Regions from separate parts of the Xenopus tropicalis genome. Here region 1 is linked to region 2. A link is a contact called in public Hi-C data. All regions are on one chromosome and are shown on one strand. The core of a region is the stretch at or near the end of the contact, and the rest is flanking DNA. Distances in the headings are between cores, read along the strand shown.

The links. Hi-C and Micro-C count contacts between places; a contact is called where the count stands out from the background.
Region 1: a contact with region 2 is called in a Hi-C map of liver, with 4 times the contacts expected there. The contact joins the promoter of ostm1 here to the promoter of afg1l in region 2. A contact is called at or near these places in 5 of 5 Hi-C or Micro-C datasets (brain, gastrula embryo, liver and 2 more).

Annotation. Positions count from the first base shown.
Region 1 is chr5:78,585,907-78,592,124 of UCB_Xtro_10.0, forward strand. ostm1 (osteopetrosis associated transmembrane protein 1) reads left to right here and starts at 1,728. Exons shown (of 6, transcript NM_001079114.1): 1 at 1,728-2,370; 2 at 5,203-5,311. The coding sequence starts at 2,140.
Region 2 is chr5:78,453,582-78,460,304 of UCB_Xtro_10.0, forward strand. It overlaps afg1l (AFG1-like ATPase), which reads right to left and starts at 4,698. Exons shown (of 12, transcript XM_012963556.3): 1 at 4,536-4,698. The coding sequence starts at 4,680.

The DNA of each region.
Region 1 (6,218 bases), core at 478-2,977, 130 kb after region 2:
GACTCTGCTGGAAGAGTTCTTGTATTCCAAGGTGGTGAAAAAGTGAGTGGGGTGGGGGTGGGGGGTTGCACATCTTGCACTATTACTGCCTCTAACTAAAGTGAATTACACTTATGCGTCATTTATGAGGGTAAAAGCAGGGTCGGATCCGACCCGTCTGTGCTCCCCCACCCGAAGGTGTCCCTCCCCTGACACGTTTCATTTACCTAAAGGGACGATGTCAGGCAGTGGCTGGGGCCCATGTTGGGTGGGTCAGGGGGTGCGGCCCCCTGTGGAATACGGGGCCGGCAGCTGTGGGGCCCCTGGGGCGGCAGTCAACAGGGTTACAAAGTGATGGGAAATATAGCTCAGATATCTTTTTTAATATAGATTAATATTTCATATATCAGACAGGGCTATTTCTCCTAAACAAGATTAGCAGGAATACATTACATTCACAACATTTTAAAATTCATTAGAAAGAAAGGAAGAGCACTTTTCAGGTACAAATCGCAATGGTTTCCAATAATACAGCATTTTCTCCCCGAATTCCAGCATAATTGCCAGTGTGTCTTATTTCCCCTTCGGAAATATGTGCTTTTACACACGTGTGGCATGCTAAAATGGATCCAAAGTTGTGCATATATTAATGGCAGTTATAAAATATAGCAATGCCCAAATATGCTCCTTGCACTATTGTGTGTGTGTGTACTCAGGGTCGGCCTGGGCCACCAGGACACTGGGAAAAAACCCGGTGGGCTCTGACGGCCCAGACCCGACTCCTGTTGGTGCTCCACTGCCCGCAGGTGTCCCTCCCTTGACGCATTTCACTTACGCACAATCAGGGGAGGACGCTGGGCAGTGCCCCTGTTGGGGGTGGTTAGGGGGCACGGCAGGGCCACTACAGGGGACACGGCCGGCGGGGGCACCTTGGGGGGTGCTGGGCCCCTGAAATGCACCTTCATCCCCCAGTCCGACCCTGATTGTAGGACTCCATATGCTACTATCGCGGGTGCCTCTGGTTCCAAGAAAGGGAATTGTTTTGAGCAGAGGAGGAGAGCACTTCCCCAGTCTGACCTGCTTAGGGGGAAGAGAACAGCGCACCCAACCTCGGAAAAATTCACTTATCACTAGTTTGGTTAGGGGGCAGTTGCTTAAGTTAAGGTGGCCATACACAGGCAGATTTCAGCTGCTGATTTGGGTCCTTCAGACCAATTCTGCATCTTATCTGTCCATGAAGGGTCACCCCAATAGGCCTACCTGACCAACATCTGGCCTAAAATTGGGCAAATCTCAATCGGACAGGTACCACCATCAGGGACCACATTGGCTCGTTCATACAGTGCTTGGTGGCGCCTATGCCCATCCGCCTTAGGGAGAGGGTCCGCTCATTTGGTTAAAAACTCTTGCTTTGAATTGAGAAAAAAGGGCACTTTGCTGAGCAATGTTCCTTCTAAAGCAAGCTATACATTTAGGTATTCCATATACATTTTGCTTCAAACACTTATCAGTTTAACATGAAAACAGAGTGACCACTGCTTTGTGTAGCTAACATACTAAACAACGATTTCTGTCCTGAAAGACGCTTCCTATTGGGTTCAAAAACATAGAAAACCCTTCGCCTGCGTTGTCTATGGGCAGCAAAGGGGTTAATCATTTTGCAACACTTGCCCCGCCCATTCAGCTGTGTGTGCGGAAGTACTGGCGCAGCTCCGCCTGCTCATGGGGAATGATGCACTTGTGATTAGGCTCGGTCGCGATCGGTGTTGGTTTTCAGCCCTTCCTGGTTTGTCTGCTAAATTGTGTGGCGGAAGTGCCAGTCCAGCCTTGTAGTGGTGGCATTTTGTGTTAATATCAGTTCCATCGGTGGAAATACTTTTTATAGAACTAAATCGGGATAAGGGCAGCTGCTTAATAATTCAGAATTTATTTGTGTAGCATGTCCTGATATTTGCTTATCGGCAGTGGGTGTGCTACCCAATTAGGCCCTGCCTATATTTTTTTGCTTTTCCATAATAATAATAACAGTAGCAGGCCAGCCTTATCATGCTTTCCCGAGGCTTCTCACTGCTAGGGAACTTGCTGCTGTGTGGTATGTGTTTGGGCACAGGCTGGCTGGCACAAGATGGGGTTATACATTCTGATCTGTTGCCCCAGTACATGTGGGCAGAAGAACTATCTCTTTCCTTGCTGCCTTCTTACTCCTTAGCTCCAGGACTTTCCAAGGACTCCGATATCTGCCTTCGCCTTCTGGCTGAATTTGCCAACCATAGTGCTAGCCTGAGCAGTTGCCTGGTGTATAATGCCAGGCCAGTCCGACTCTGCCAGCACTGCTACACTGAATATGTGCAACTTCAAACAACCATGCAAAGCATTGAGGCTCCTCTGCAGGTTAGTTATTGGGGGCTGGTGGGTGTGAGTATAAGATCACTTTTTATGAGTCTTATTTACTTTTATGTGTTTACTAGAGTACTAATCCTTAAATTCACATTTCTTCTGTCACCATGTTGATATTCTACTGTAAGATCCCTGTAAAAGGACATAGGAAAATATTATAAATACTGTTTCTTGTGTGAAGAATCACATTTTAAGGTTATAATGTGATGAAAATTGAAAAAAGTCCATGGCCACTTAGCAGTAGTAGTTATGTTGGTGGATCCTATTAGTCTGCTTTTTGGCATATCTTTATGCCACTCCTATTTTTCATGGGAAATGTGTCACATGAATCAGCACATGGGTCTTGTTTATTTCAGCCTCTTCTCCAGTGGCTAGATCATCCACAGTTCAGTCATTCTCAACCAAAAACAATATTTGGGAGGCCTTGTACAGGTATGGGATCCCGTATCCGGAAACCCGTTATCCAGAAAGTTCCAAATTACGGAAAGGCCATCTCCCAAAGACTCCATTATAAGCAAATAATTCTAATTTTTAAAAATGATTTTCTTTTTCCCTGTACAGTACTTGATCCCAACTAAGATATAGTTAATCCTTATTGGAGGCAAAACAAGCCTACTGGGTTTATTCAATATTTAAATGATTTTTAACAGACTTAAGTTATGGAGATCCAAATTACGGAAAGGTCCCTTATCCCGAAAACCCCAGGTCCCAAGCATGCTGGATAATAGGTCCCATACCTGTACTTGCATTTTGAGTCACTGCATGAGAGATATCCCATAATGACAAAGCTGAAAGGCCAAAGTCCACCTCCGGTACAAATTTGAGGCTGTGACCAGTGTGTTTGCCTTAATTGCACAATTTGTGTTAAGTCAAATATTTCAAGTGACATCTAACTACTTGTAGAACAGACAAAAATGCAAAGATATAATGGTGGTATGCCTGGGGCTAATTAATGTAACGCTGGCCATACACTGAACGATCTTTGCCAGATATGCCCACCTTGGCCCTCGGCCAAATGATTGGAATCACGTTGATGGGATTCAGGCCATCTGGGCGAGGACCAAATCAATGAACAAGGAGCTCCTCGCCCCAATGGCATTTTTAAATCTGCCCGATCGACATTTCCATCCAGATATTGGCCACGCAGGCCATACATGGGGCAATAAGCTATGCTGGCACCAGCCTGTTACCTTGTCTGCACCAAGAAGCATAGTCTCTGCCCTGTGCTTATGCACAGGCTGAGAATCTGCCTTGTGTGGCAATAGCCTTAAGGGCTCTGGACACGGGGAGATTAGTCGCCCCCAACAAATCTCCCTTGTGGCAGGCGACTAATCTCCCTGAAATGCCATCCCACCGGCGAAAATGTAAATCGCCAGTGGGGATGGCATACGCGGCGCCGCGATTTCCCCGAAAGTTGCCTTGATTAGCGGGCGACTAATCTCCCCGTGTGCAGAGCCCTAAGTAGAGTACTGCTAATATGACCTGGCAGCATGAGGCTGGCAAATAAAATATACTTAAGTAAACATCCTTATCTCAAAGATTGCAGCATGGCTAGTATTCTGACAATCTATAAAATAAAGCAAGAGTGCAGGCCAACTCAGTAAATCCCTTTGAAGGCATGGAATGGCTTAGTTAGTAACCTGATACTAGATGAAGGTTAAAATCATCTCTTTAACTACTCTGCTCCTTCTTTACCCTAGACCAGTGATCCCCAACCAGTGACTCATGAGCAACATGTTGCTCTTCACCTCCTTTGATGTTGCTCCCAGCGTCTTCAAAGTAGGTGCTCATTTTTAAATATCTGGCTTGGAGGCAAATTTTGGAATCACAGAGACACAGGTTTACTCCGAGCAGAGCCTCCTGCATGTTATCAATCCACATGGGGCTACCAAGTAGCCAATCATAGTCCTTATTTAGAATCCCCAAAGAACTTTTTTTATGCTTTTGTGGCTCACCAACACTTTTTACATCTGAGTGTGGCTCACAAGTAAAATAAGGTTGGGGATCCCTGCCCTAGACCTTTGGCTAAATAGAATTAGCATAGCTGTGCCAGAGTATATTTGTGAAAAGTTACAAAAGGGTGTAAGCTTTTTCTCTGTTGTCACTGTAAACAATTACACAGTATATACATTTTATACAGTATATTGTTTTTCCTCAGCTTATCTCCAAATTTATTTTCCTCTGGTAATGTTAGATCTGGCATTTTGATCACCATTATTAAAACACAATTGATATAACTCCCCTTCTGCATGAGTGTTTCCTAGCTTATGGGCAGGATTCCATTGTAGAATGACGGGAAGTTGCAGTTTTGTGCCTATTGCTCTGCACTATTTGTTAAAAAAATAAGGATATGCAATACCATAACAAGAATTTTTTTCCACTTCTTCCAGTAAGTCATGCCTCTCTTACTTATACATCTAGAAATATACAAATATCAAGTAGTGGTGCATTTCCTCTTATTAAAAAGCAGAAACTGGAATAACTCATAATTTGAGACTTCCCCATCTGAAAAATATCATCTGCATTTAGAGAAGTTTACTCCTGTTGATGGACATTTGTACAGGTTGCTACACACAATTAATGCTGTTATGTAAATTAGTATGTAGTTGAGGGTATGCATTTACAGGAGAAACAGCATGACATTTTCTTTAGTACTGTACAATAACATGGAGGTCTTTAAGCGGTTTTGCAAACTTGTAGGTTTCAGGGATTTTTAGTATGCAGCCTTACAAAAGCTGCAATGTGAATAAAAAACATTGAAATGTTTAGTGATATTAACCCTTATCTTTACTTATACATTACACATTTAATTTATCTCTCCTGCAGAATGGTACAGTCAGCTGTGCTGCCAGTCTCCTGCAGTCTGACAGAGTTCAAGTAATTGTGATTCTGAATGACTTTTTTGAGCAGACATGGGAAGAATCAAAGTGTTCACGTAGGTATACAATGCTGATATACTGATTTTAAGTACAAAGAAATAAAAAATACAAGTGTTGTATATACCGTAATAATTTGTTAAAATGGCATTATGTCTCTTGCTCAACGTAAATTCAACTGACACTCCTTATGCTAAACATACTTTATGCCTATTGTATTGTGAAGTATGCATGTAGAATACCAGTATACATCTCCCTAATTTCTCCCTCTATTGTGATTGTTTTATTAGCAGGCGTTTATTATGCAGGGGCATTTGTGCACTGGGATTCTAATAATCAACCTCACAAGGACCAATCATGGAGAGGCTTCAGTTTCCCTGTTTCCTTTGTTTAGCTTAAGAAGTAACAAAAATCATAGATTTTCATGATTAAAACAAGAAGCAAAATTTGTGTTTGGCACAAGACCCATTCACTAAACTCATTATGAACAAAGGGATGTGCTGCCCATTTAAGAATTAGTTAATAGAGCTTCTCCAGCGGGATCCTGCATTGAAATCTGTTTTTTAAAGTGCAAACAGAATTTTATATATTTAATTTTGAAATTTCACATGAGACTAGCCAAATTTTCCATTTCCCAGGGTGCCACAGCCATGTGACTTGTGCTCTGATAAACTTCAGTCACACTTTACTGCTGCGCTTGGAGTGTTCTGCGATCAGCAGAACAGTGGGAAGTTAGCAAGATAGCAGCTCCACCGTTATTGTGTTCTTTCCCAGTCAGTTCTCAAGGCAGTACACAAGTTTAAAATGGAGTGGCTATCAAGAGCCACACTAGTGCCACAACCCGCAGCTATCAAGAGTCGCATGCCCACAAAATCAAAACAATCGTAGAGAGTGCGGCCAATGCCGCTTACAAGTAAAGGGGTGGCTATCGTGAGCCATTGCTGGGTCTGACCACATAGTGTCCGG
Region 2 (6,723 bases), core at 3,448-5,947:
TGGAAAGTTAAAGTAATTGTAATTAAAAATCTAAGCGACGATCAGGCATAGAGGCGGGGCAGGAAGATTTTTAAATACATTTCTAACAGGTATGGATTATTTAATTAAAAAACTATTTTGGTTTCATGTTTAATTTTTTTTTTTTTTAATTTTTTAACTTTTTTATTGAAAATGATAATTGTATAACAATTTCGTCACCGTTGTGTAGTATTACATTTGGTACATCAATAAACTGTTCATTTGTTAACTATACATATTTGTTATGTTTCATTCTTTAAATGGGGAAGGGGGCGTGGGGAAGAAGGGAAAAGGTAAGGGAGGGGGGTGAGGGGTGGGCAAGTCGGGATCTTGCTTTTTCAGGGTCCCGGCTTGCTGGGGAGTGAAAGGTGGAAAACAAAACTTGGAACGGTGGGGAAAAAACTGGTGTTATAACAAAACATTATATCAGATTGATCCTGTTGGGAAGCTTCTGTATTCTTCTCACCGAGATCCGGGTGCTACCTATAGGTTTTCTTTACTCATATGTCTCTTGGGACTTTTCAGTAGATTTCCCCCATCATACAAGTTTCCTTCTATCTTATATGAGAAGTGAGGGCATGGTTCAGCTAAGAGAGGTAGAATATTGTAGCCATGGAGCCCATATTTTTTGAAACTGTTCTTGCCTATCTGTGAGAATACTAGTTAATTTTTCGTTAACTAGTATCCAGTTAATCTTATTTTTTAATTGTGGTATGGGCACAAGTGGGGATTTTCACGCTTTGGCTATGGTTAATTTAGCTCATGTTTAACTTTTAAAGGCCTTTTATTATTCAGCTTTTATGTGTGGGTGACAAGTCCCCTATAAATCATCCCCCCCGATATACAATATGAGTACCTGTACACGAATTGTGCCAACATACATCAAAAAATAGGATACATTTACTTTCTATTGTGATGCCTTTAATATCCTAATTTATTTTGCAAAGTACCAGGTCCTGTTGCATAATTTGCTTTCCATAAATGTAACAAGGACCAGACTGTTAAGGCACGTAGCAGCAAAAACACCACAATATTACTGCACAAAGGCCACAGACACATTCAGTATTTAAAGGGATATTTGAAGGGGTCCTGAAACCAAATATAAAATATTGCCTAATGAAAGAAAATATAATTATCAGCAACTTTACAGTATATTAATATATTGATTTTGAATGTTGAAGTAGTGTCTGTCTTTCATCTGTTATTCTTTGCATTCACTGCTGGTTCTCACTAGAAATAAAGTAGCAGAGGCAAGCTCTCTACCAAGAACTCCAGTTCCAACAATGCCTTGCATACTTCTTCATAGTCCCATTATCAAACTTGCTTATTTGTATGGAATATATATTGGAATGTAGCTTAGCATTACCTCAAAAATGAAGTTGACCTTAAAATGATATTTTAGTATAGACAGACAGTATAATAAGCAACTTTTCAACTGCCCATTATTTATTTTGTTTGGTTTAGAAATTATTAGTGTTTATATTCAGACTCTATCAATCTGATAGCATTTGATCTGATTCTGTTGGTTTCTATTCTTATCTTTTATTAGAACCACTGCCCTAAATACATTTCTCTGCATTTAAACAGTATCAGATATACATCAGTGCAGGCAGAACTACTATTCTCATACTGGTGACAACCTATGATGTGAGTAGTATAGTGCCCATTCAAGTTAAAGCGAATACAAACCGAATCTGAATTTGCATGCGCATATTAGGTTCTGGAAGGGTTTAAGCGTGCACAGCGAAAAATGTTCAACTACCGTGTCTACATGACAAAAAGTAATTTAATTTTAAGGATTCGGTTCAGCCAGGAGCATGGATTCTGGATTCGGTGCATCCCTGCTAAACTTCTCCAAATGCCAACAGCGATAATGTAAACCTCCAACGTGTGCATCACTTTGGCTTTCCAAAGCCGCTTTAAAGGAGAAAGAAAGGCAAAGTCACTTGGGGGTGCCAAAATGTTAGGCACCCCCAAGTGACTTTAATCGCTTACCCTGTACCCCGGGCTGGTAGCAGCGATCGCTTCCTCCTTCCGGGTTCCCTGCGCGCGCATGCGCAGTAGAGTGAAAAGCCGAACTTTAACAGAAAAGTCGGCTTTTAACTCTACTGCGCATGCGCCGACCGCTGGCATTTTCAGAAAGGAAGGAGGAAGGAGGAAGCGCTGCGCTCCAGGTACCCCGGGCTGGTGCTGTTTTCTCCGTACAGGGGCACCAGCCCGGGGTACAAGGTAAGCGATTAAAGTCACTTGGGGGTGCCTAACATTTTGGCACCCCCAAGTGACTTTGCCTTTCCTTGTCCTTTAAAGGAACAGTAACACCAAAAAAAAAGTGTTTTAAAGTAATTAAAACATAATGTACTGTTGCTCTGCACAGGTAAAAGTTGTGAGTTTGCTACAGAAACCCTACTATAGTTTATATAAACAAAGCTCCTGTGTAGCCATGGGGGCAGCCATTCAAACTGGAAAAAAGGAGAAAAGGCACAGTTTACACAAAAGATAACAGATAAGCTCTGTAGAAAACAATGGCATTTTATCTGTTATCTGCTATGTAACCTGTGCCTCTCCTTTTTTTCCAGTTTGAATGGCTACACAGCAGCTTTGTTTATATAAACTATAGTAGCGTTTCTGAAGTAAACACACCAGTTGTACCAGTTCAGGGCAACAGTACATTATATTGTAATTACTTTTATACACTTTCAGTTTTAAAGGAGAAGGAAAGGTAAAAACTACGTAAGCTCAGAAAGGTGTATGTAAATACAGCCATAAGCACTTGCAGTAATGCTGCACTGAGTCCTCCATCAAAAGAAACACAGGATTTCCTGTCTCTTTTTTTGTAAATATGATGTTCCAGTGTCTAACTTCCTCTCTCAGAAACATTCTTAATTCCTCTGGCCAGAGTCTGCACAGTTCTCTCCTCTCTCCTGCTCCCTCTCCCAAGAGAATGCTAATAACTTGCTCCCCCCTCCCTTAGGAATGTGTGAACTCAGCTCTAACAGCTAGACTGCAGGCAGGAAGCTACTTAAAACGGCAGCTGCTATCTTAAGCAAACGGAGAAAGCTTCTAAAGCGGTTTACTCAGGTATGGTAATGGTTTCTGCAGAATAAATATATTGTTCTAGGTGTCAATAATATGGCAAATCATTTGGCAGTAAAATGCCAAAATGACTTTCCTTCTCCTTTAAGTGTTACTGTTCCTTTAAAGAAGGAAAGACTTTTTGGCATTTTATTGCCAACAGATTAGCCACAATAGTGCAAGCACAAACGCTATATTTATTCGGCAGAAAGCTTTACCATACCCGAGTAAAAAGCCCTAGAAGCTCCCTCTGTTAAAGATAGCAGCTGCCATTTTAGCTTTAGCTTCTGTGCTGCAGCTCTAGCTGCTGGTAGCTCAGATTACACACACTTGGAAGGGGAAGCAAATTCTTATGGGAGGGGAGGGGGAGAGGAAGAGAGTAGCAAACTGTGCTGGCTCGTGCCAAGCCCTAAAAGATTTTTCTGTGAGCAGAAAGAACACGTACTCAAAAGAGGACAAGAAATTGTGTGTTTTTTTTGAAAGTGCAGCTTTTCTGTGAATGTTTATGGCTGTATTTACATAAACAGCAATCCTATAACACCTGTATGTACAAAGTATCATACGGTCTGTTGTTAAAATACACAACTAGGCAAGGACCTCCTTCTTCTGGTCTTTTTAAAACGTATCTCTTAATCTTTAATGTAACTGTATTTTGTATCTAGTATAGTAATAACACGCGGTTTGCCCTATTTTACTGTTCTGCTGTACAGCACTGAATATATAAGTATCCCTATATAAATAAAAATATACATACCTATCTCACCCATCAACACAAGTACAGTGTATATTATATTTTTTGGAGCATTTTCCTACATCAGGAGCCAGTGAATAAATAAGGTTAAATAGCCTGACAGACTTAAATGTTGTTTTAACGCATTAATAGGTCAGAGTCGTTTCTTATTTTTTTTTTTGGAGAGTCTGAGTTAGTGCTGTTAAGCAGCAGCAGCTGATACTTGAATTTCAATTTTATTACGATTTTCTACAAAGCCCTTTTGTTGTTTATTGAGTTTTGCCTGGCCAGCTCATTTGGTCTCATTAAAGTGATACTGACAGTCATCCCTTTTCGTCAGTGTTGACCTGAATTCATCCCTGTCCTGATGGGCTGGTGTGCGTACGAAGAGCTAAGTGGTCAGGGTAAATAAAGAACTGCTGTACGTAACGTGTAATGTGGCTGGTAACGTAAAGGTAGCCTGCTTCAAATGAAGCAGAGGGGCCAGTTGTGGTCCTGTCACATTTTATTCTTGCGAAAATAAACATTCACGTTGAGATGGTTTTTAAAAATCCGTACGATTTCCAGGTTACATACTCTGTATACGCTATTATACCAGTCCCTGTAGTTACACTTTGGTTCTTTCCCACCGCCTCTCTTTTTGGCTGCCACTGCCTACCTAATGAGCTTCCCAATCCTGACAGAAGTCCCTTTCCATTTTGAATCTCTGACTAACCTTTCCCTGCATTCCACGCCCGGGATATTTTATGATTTCCAAACGTCCCCCACCGCACATCGTCAAGCAGCCCCCTCGTCCGACAATAACTAGGTACCCTCCATAGCAAACGAATAGAAACCAAGGGCGAACCGGCACCCGCCATCTTTGTAGAGGCAATTTCAAATAACTTTATTTAGAGCAAACATGATAACAGCGTGGCAGCCTAGTGTCCACATCAACTAAACGACAGAAGTTTGTGTCTTTCGCTGCCGAAGTTTCCAGTCTATGTAGATGTAATATTCTTTTTAATAAACCACTGGGTGTATTATAATTTCATTTACATACTTTGTTCTAAATGGTATTGATTTGTAATGTTTAAAAGGGCGATATACACCTCAGTTTGAAAAATAATATATAAAAGTCAATATAGAATAGTAATTCTTGGATTTTGATTTTACTCTAACAAAATGATACCCTCTTTTTAATTTACACAGCACAAAGCCTAAAGTTATGTTGGGATTTGTGTTTTGAGATTCGTGCAGCAATTTTTAACCTGTAGGTCTAGACTGGGAGTTTATTAAGTTAAGTACTCCAGCCGATTGAAGCATTGAGTCGCTTCCATTTCTGCATAACTGGCAGATTTAGGGGCACATTCATTACAGTACGACAGGTCCGAATACAAAAAAAGCATTTACGTTAATTTGTGCGACTTTTTCGTACTTTGCAACAATTTGTGCGACAAAATCGTATTTGTCGCAACGAGTACGAAAGTTTCAAATTTATTCAAGCTTCGGTATCATGACTTTCCTTGGGCCAGGTTGGAGCTGGAGAGTGTCATTGAGTCCTATGGGAGGCTTCCAAAATCATGCACTGAAGGTTCAAGGTCAGAAAGGTTTTCCCACCGTTTACGATCGTTGGGATACAAAAATTTAGTGACTATCGGATCGCCATATGCAAACGTTTGTTTTAATACAAAAATTTCAGATCGTAAGTACGAAATCTTCGTATTCAAACAAGCTGAATTTTTGTGTCTTTTGCAAACATCAGAAACCATCGGATTTTGTGATTTGGATTCATACTTTAATTCATCTGGCCACTAGTGTCTAAAGGTGCCATACATAGGCTGATTTTAGCTGCTGATTTGGCTCCTTCAGTTTGAGTTGGCATTTTATCTGCCTGTGTATGGGACACTTCGACTGGCCTACTTAACCAATATCAGGCCAAATATCAGATATCAATAGGACAGATTTAAAAATTTAATTGGAGCAATGGCTGCATCAGCTTGTTAATGCGGTCCTAGCACCAGTGGCCTGTATCCCTGTCATTGTGAGCCTATCAGTCCAATATCGCCCACCTCAAGGTGGGCATACTGGGAAAGGATCCCCAACACGGGCATCCGCAAAAAAAATTTCAGGGGCGGTAAAGTCATAAAGCAAAAACAACATGGACCTATATACAATACCTAGGTGCCAAGTTTGTAAAAAAAACAATTTATTGGGAAAGACCTTAAATAATTTTATAACTAGGGGGGTTGTTTAAGGGCAGTGGCATACGGGGAGATTAGTCGCTGGGGATAAATCTTTACTATTGTGGGCAACCAAACCCCCCCCGACATGCCATCCCACTAGCAAGAATGTAAATCGGCAGTGGCATGGTATACGCAACGCTTTGGTCGCCCCAAGTTGCCTCGCAAGGAAACTTAGGAAAACCGAAGCAGCATGTATGCCATCCCAACAGTGATTTACATTCTTGCTGATGGGATGGCATGTCGGGGAGATTAGTCGCCGTAAAATTTAAGATTTATCGAAGGTGACTAATCTCCCTGTGTGCCACTGCCCTAAGAGTATATACCATAAAAATCTGCCATGCGCGGTGCTGAAAATGTTTTGGGCTGCATGTAGTTTGTGACCACACCCATAAATGTCACACCCATTTTAACCACAACCACAAAAGACCCAGTATAATCCCTAAATAAAATAGAGAATGGGCATTTTAACCCCAAATGTGCCAGTATAATTACTATGGAAAATGGACGTTCTGCATATAAACCCCGGAATTAATATGGAAAATAGATAATCTGCATATTAACCCAAAACGTGCCAGTATAATGAATGTAGAAATGGCCAATGAGAACTCCATTAGCATTAATTCCAGTACAGAAATGGAAATGGATAGACTGATAGCATTGCCTCACCTGCATTTGCAC